Linked DNA regions of Mus musculus: region 2 is linked to region 1. The links are chromatin contacts, called in public HiChIP or PLAC-seq maps. All regions are on one chromosome and are shown on one strand. The core of a region is the stretch at or near the end of the contact, and the rest is flanking DNA. Distances in the headings are between cores, read along the strand shown.

Evidence for each region. HiChIP or PLAC-seq counts read pairs in DNA pulled down with a chosen protein or histone mark.
Region 2: a contact with region 1 is called in an H3K27ac HiChIP or PLAC-seq map of embryonic stem cells, with 8 read pairs. The contact joins the enhancer-like site here to the promoter of Ncoa3 in region 1. A contact is called at or near these places in 3 of 39 promoter capture datasets (hippocampal neurons and liver), 10 of 484 Hi-C or Micro-C datasets (the P5424 cell line, bone marrow-derived macrophages, cerebellum and 1 more), 5 of 115 datasets of contacts at active chromatin or transcription factors (the HPC-7 cell line and embryonic stem cells) and 4 of 9 other capture datasets (adipose tissue, embryonic stem cells, liver and 1 more).

Annotation. Positions count from the first base shown.
Region 1 is chr2:165,991,232-165,994,244 of GRCm38.p6, reverse strand. Ncoa3 (nuclear receptor coactivator 3) reads right to left here and starts at 1,608. Exons shown (of 23, transcript NM_008679.3): 1 at 1,487-1,608. It overlaps LOC115489489 (soluble scavenger receptor cysteine-rich domain-containing protein SSC5D-like), which reads left to right and starts at 464. Exons shown (of 2, transcript XM_030252296.1): 1 at 464-1,905. The coding sequence starts at 551. The coding sequence ends at 1,642.
Region 2 is chr2:166,064,822-166,068,176 of GRCm38.p6, reverse strand. It overlaps Ncoa3 (nuclear receptor coactivator 3), which reads right to left. Exons shown (of 23, transcript NM_008679.3): 18 at 2,126-2,419; 19 at 532-615. Among named protein-coding and RNA genes, the nearest start is that of Gm52534, 54 kb to the left of the region's middle. Within about 2 kb of position 1,551, at least 5 of the 459 cell types and tissues checked have an H3K27ac peak or open chromatin away from gene starts, as enhancers often do. A contact at or near this core is called in embryonic stem cells, where this site is marked.

The DNA of each region.
Region 1 (3,013 bases), core at 359-2,858:
AGTATTTTCAGACCTTTTCAGTTGGGTATCCGATGTGGAAAAAACCTATTCTGAATACTTGATAACCATTTAAGGTTTTAAAAGAACAAACGGCTCACAAACTCAGAGGTTTGCACTGCCCTGTTAGTCCACAGCCGTATCTGCTGAAGATCTGAATGCATGCACCCTTAGCTCCAGCAACTCATTTCTGCAACAACCTGCAGGAACAAATGCTGAGGCTTTGGCGCAGCAGAGATCTGTCAACCAAGCCGAGGGTCCCCGACATTTAAATCTCAGTCCAGAAACCCTGATACAGGACCTCTCATCTTATTCGTCCACCTAGCCCTTCAGCAGACAGGGGACTGACTCGCCTTCCTGGTTTTTAACCTCACAAGCTTAATTACAAAAACAAGTTGGCTTTGAAGCGCTACTCAGAAACTGCAACCAAAAAAAAAAAAAAAGGAAGTCTTCGCATTTGGGAGGGGGAAAAAGTTTCTCGACTTAAAGACACTTTCCAACCTTCCAGTGTCATACAGTGTGGAGTCCTAGGCTCCTGCTCCGCGGGCCTACGATGCTCTGGCCTCTCCGAGCTGCTCTCCTGCTTAACTTTTCCACCCTAGCCACCCTCAAGCTGCCTAGGGAAGTAGCACTGCCTCCCACTTCATTTAAACTACTGCAAACAGAATCAATGAACGAACCTAGACTGGGAATTTCAGAAGATGAAAGCGACCTCGATGATAGCCGACACAAGACGGCAGAGCCCCTATCCACGCCGCACAGAGAGGGAGAGACCCCACACTCATCCCATACAGACGGCCGACCCTGCATCCACGCTACACACACCTCGGACTCCTCATCCGCCAAGCATCCACCCTGGAGACATCGCGGACCCCGCATCCACCCGGTCCTCGCCCCGCACAGACCGCAGACCTTGCACTCACCCCTCGCACCTCCACTCACCCGGCACACACCAGCACACACCTCGCACACCGCACTCAGCTCCCTCGCCCAGCATCCACCCTGCAGACCCCCACACGCAGCCTGCATCCACCCCACACACCTGGCGGACTCCGGGGCCACCCAACACACCTGGCACAACCCGCAGACCCCCACATCCATGCCACACACCCCGCACACGCCACAGACCCCACTCTCACCCCGCACACACCCCGCGGGCACCGCACACTCCGTGTCCGCCGCGCCCGCTCGCAGCGGAGCCGCAGCTTCGGCCGGAGGAGCCGCCCGTGTCCGCTCCGCCGGGCGGCGCCGGCGGGAAGAGGAGACTCGGCTGAGCTTCTCCGACCCGAGATTCGGCGGGGGGAGCCCCAGCGGCAAGCAGAGGCCGCGGCCGCGAACTCCTCGCGACCCTGCACGGGCCCCGGAGCCCAGCGCCGCCCGCGCGATCCCTGTCGCCTGCGCCGCGCGTTACTGGCGACCCCAGGACCCCCGCCTCAGGCCATGCCGCCGGCCTCGCCCGCCGCTCGCCACTGCCTTTCTCTCCACTCACCGCTCGCCGCCATCTTCCCCAACGCTGTTCTCGATCGGAAACTCACAGCTCAGCCCCGGCCGCCGACACCGACTCCGCCGAGGCCGCCGCCGGCGCTCTGAGGAGCTGAGGCAGCCGCCGCTGAAGCCGCGGCGCGGGGGCCGCCGGGATTTGTAGTCCCGCGGCCACGCCCAGCACTACGGGTCCCAGGGGGCCGTGCGCGAGGCAGGGGGCGTGGCCGCGAGGCCTGGGTTCCCCTCAGCTCACCCAGCCGCTGGAGGTGAAGAGGACGTTCTGGGTTCGTTTTCCCGTTTGCCTGTCTCCATCCTGGAATTCCTGACTTCAATGGAGTGTTCATTGTGCGCCAAGCACCGTCCCACAAGACCAGTAGCTGAGGGGGCGTTGTCCTTACTTTTCAGAGGAGCAAACTGAGGCCCGAGGTCAGGAGCCCTGCTAAGTCACTGACTTGAAAAGGTTTCGGGCCTTGCGGTGATGGCACACGCCTTTAATCCCAGCACTCAGGAGGCAGAGGCAGGCGGATTTCTGAGTTCGAGGCCAGCCTGATCTACAAAGTGAGTTCCAGGACAGCCAGGGCTATACAGAAACCCTGTCTCGAAGGAAAAAAAAAGGTTTTGGCTCACAAGGTGTTGGTCCTCAGGTTTGGTCTCTGCGTATTGTGATTTAAACCAGAGAACAGCTTGCTTTACAGTGGGAATTACTGAGAGACAGCACCTTAACCAAGAACATCTTAAACTCGGTGCCACCAAAGGTGACTCAAACTGTCACGCCATGTCCCCGATAGGATGCAGTGCAGAAAGCAGAAAACTACCAAGTTAAGTGACCTGAATCTAACGGAATAGGAAAATAAATAAATAAATAATTTTTTAAAAAATTAAAGCGCAGAATGTGCAGCATTCTACAGAACCAGCCTCTCCTCCAAGAAAACCGATGGTAGCAAGTGAAGGCAATCCCAGTGACCCCATGGCTCCGGGGCAGAAACAGAAGAAACAAAAACTCAAAGTCCTCCTTCAAAGCAGGGATTTAAAGCCAAGTTGGGGATGGGGGTGAGGGGAGTCTGACCAAAATAAATAAGGCCAAAGTTAAATTCAATAAATGTAGGCCAGGCTAGACTCCAGTTTAGAAACCTGGCTGCCTCTGCCTCCCTAGTGCTGGATTAAAGGCATGCACTAGCAACCCCGGTTTATGGATAGTTCTTAGGTAAAAAGAACTTGTAAAGGAATTTGGAGTTAATGGGAAAAAATAGAGGACGTCTTGGGACACAACTGTATAAAATGTCTTCAGTGTGAATAAGACTAACCCTATCCTGAGGTTCTGCTGTCACCTCAAGGATTTCCCACCTGCACTACTTTACTGTTCTGCAAGTGTCCACTGTTTACCCTTGGAGTTATTCCCACAGCAGCCAAGTCCCAAACCTGGTGTGGTGGTGCACACCCTTAATCCCTGTACTCAGAAGGCAGAGGCAAGTGGATCTCTGAGTTCCAGGCCATCCAGGGCTACATAGAGAAATCTAATCTTAAAACTAAAAAT
Region 2 (3,355 bases), core at 302-2,801, 74 kb before region 1:
GAGCGTCCTTCCTGTGCAGGGTCAGAGGCAGTCCCAGAATCCCAAAACACTAGGCAGTTATCTTACAACACAGCAGCTCATCACAAAGGGAATCAATCTGGGTGAGTTTACTGATGGTTGTAATCAAGTAGCCACTTCTCTCCAGCCCCTCATCACAGACAAAGCAGAGTGAGAGTGAAAGACCAAGTACAGGAGCTGGAGACATGGCTCAATTCCCACACCCACAAGGCTGCTCACAACCATCTGTACCTCCAGGTCCAGGAGATCTCATGTCCTTTTCTGGCCTCCACATGATACAGACATCCATGCAGATAACACACTCATAAACATTAATATATATATATATATATATATATATATATATATACACACACACACACACATATATATACATACATATATATATATAGAGAGAGAGACAGTGTGACAACCAATTCTTACAAAAACTTCAGAATTATTTAACAGGCATAGCTAAGGCCAGGCCGGGCGTGGGTCCCGCCTGGACTGGCCCCTTCTCTGCAGGGAACGTACCTGGGGCATCATGGGCCTCATCACAGCAGTGCCAGCAGGGTTCTCCATTTTCATTTCAAGTGCCTGCCGGCTCTGATTTAAAAACTGAACAGAGTTGGGTTAGTAGGTCAAGTGGAGCGTGTTAGTGAGCCCCAATCAGCTTTATACACTACCCCCACCCAGTGAGATCTCTCCAGACCCACCAAGCTAGGGAGCCACATTTAAACTGAATTGGTTCGTCGTCGTTTACATCCTGCAGAAGGAAGACAGCTCTACAGCTGAGAGCGTGCACAGTCCATCCACTGGACCAGATTCCTTTCCCAGCACCTACATGGTGGCTCAGTCACCACTGCCCCAGTTCTAGTGCACCTCACACCTCTGGCCTCTGCAGGCGTGCATGCGTGCGTGCGTGCGTGCGTGCGTGCGCGCGCAAACACGAACTGCACAGACACTATTAAAAATACAAGAAACCTTAAAAAAAAAAAAAAAATAGAAAAAAAGTTCGCAGGACAGAGTTCCTGGACAGCGACATTGGCGCCGATTCCCTGCCTCGGTGTGAGGCTTAAACAACTGCAGCAGGAATGCAGTGTCAAGTTTCTCCAGGGACTGTTGCTCAGACAATCAAAATTACTCTGACTTGATCAGACACTAGTGAGCACTTAATAGAAAGGAGGACTAAGCTATAAAATAGTACCATGCGCACAGGCACAGAGCTTCCCCAGTTCTGAGCCTGCTGCAGGGGCTGCCATAGCCTGGCTCTGGCTTCCTGGGCTCTCCTACTCAGGTGACTCACTGCCACCTGGTAACAAGCACTCACCAGCCCGTGCAACCATACAAATATGCTTTAAAGCAACTGCAGATTAAGGAAAGAGGAGGGTGTGGATTCCCTAGAACTGAGGTTAGACAGTCAGTTGCCCACAGTAGGTGCCAGGAACTGAACACGGGTCCTCTGCAAGAGCAACAAGTGTTCTTAACCACTGAGCATGCCTCCGGCCCCAAAGTGCATCAAGAAGTGATTTCCATTAAAATACTGAGTCAACAGGGGTGCTTAACGCATTGCATGCCTGCAATCCCGGCAGGAGAGGTTGAGACAGAAGTGGTTACAAGTCCCCTAGACAATCATCAAGATCTTGTCTTTAAAACAAAAAGCTGAGGAAATGCCTTCCAAGGGCCATCAAGACACACTGCTCCTCCTGCTGTCCTGTCCTGTGTCAAACAGCTCACTGTGCTGTCCTAACTGGCCTGGAACTCACTCTGTAGACCAGGCTGACCCATGGAACTCACAGAGACCTGTGCTTCTTTCTGCCTCTCAAGTGCTAGGATTAACAGCATGCACTAAGCAAGGCTCTAAGAATTAAACTGGCTTGCCTGGCTTGCTTGGAAAGTACATTTACCCACTGAGCCATTTTGCCACTGCTAATGTTATAGCAAAGAATATACATATAGAAAGATACCCAAGTTTAATACACACTCCTTATCAAGGAACTGTCTGCATAAACAAAATCTTACAGAGAAGTGAAAGCAAAAGGGATTCCTTTAGTTAGCAAAGAGTGGAGAGCCGGTGGCAAGGGCCACGGAGAGCACAGCCTAAGAGCCCCTGACAGCCCGGTCTTACCTGCTGGCCCTGTAGCCTCTGCTGAAGCTGCATTCTCAGCTGCTTCGGGGTGTTGGTCCTTGGTCTCACGAGGCCGGCTCTAGGATGCATGCCTTGCAGAGGAAAGCTGCCTTGCTGGCTAATCTGACCCATCATAGAGTTAAACGATGGTGACTGTCCCTGAAGGTTAAAGCCTCCTTGAAGGGGAGGACCCTGAGCTGGGTATGTCTGTCCATATAGTGCAGCCTTCTGATCCATCATTACTGCTGCTTCTTGGCCTTGGAAAACATCCTGTTTGGACTCCAAAGCTTGTCCCTTAAACATCAAACACAAAGGAATGGTTAGCTACACCTGAGAAAGCAACCAAAAGCAAATGCTGCAAACAAGGGAAAAAATGTAAATCAGTACATGTGACCGGTGGTGGCTCAGAACCCAGATGCCTGAAGCTGCATCTGCACTGTGTCTTGTGTACTCCTGTGTAGTTCAGAACTCATGTCTGTAGAATGGGACAACCAAGTCTCAAAAGGATGGGAGAAAATGAATGGTGATTTGGTTGAAATGTAGTAATGAATGTAGGTAATTAGATTCTCTGGTTTTCAAACATCAAAAGAAAACCAGTGTAGGGCTGGTGAGATGGCTCAGTGGGTAAGAGCGCCCGACTGCTCTTCCAAAGGTCAGGAGCTCAAATCCCAGCAACCACATGGTGGCTCACAACCATCCGTAACGAAATCTGACTCCCTCTTCTGGAGTGTCTGAGGACAGCTACAGTGTACTTAGATATAATAAATAAATAAATCTTTAAAAAAAAAAAAACAAAAGAAAACCAGTGTATTATTTTAATGTTTAATAATAAATAACTCTATATAGTGGAACTGACATAAATTATGGGTTGTCCAGGTGGCTAAACAAGTAAAGGTGCCTGCTGCCTGAGTTCAATCCGTGGCTCCCACACAGTGGAATAATAAACTCCTGGAAGTGGTCCTCTGACTCCACATGCATAGCAGGGTCTTTTAAGTGCATGTATACATGTACGCTCTCGGCCTTTTTGGTAGCTATAATGTGTTTAATACCTGAAAAGATACTATTGGCTCAAAACCAGAGCTCTATACACTAAGAACCCTTACTTACACACTTACACACACACACACACACACACACTTACACACACACACACACACACACACACACACACACACACACACTTTAGGACTGGTGAAATGACTCAGTGCCACTCGATGCCTCTGCCACAAA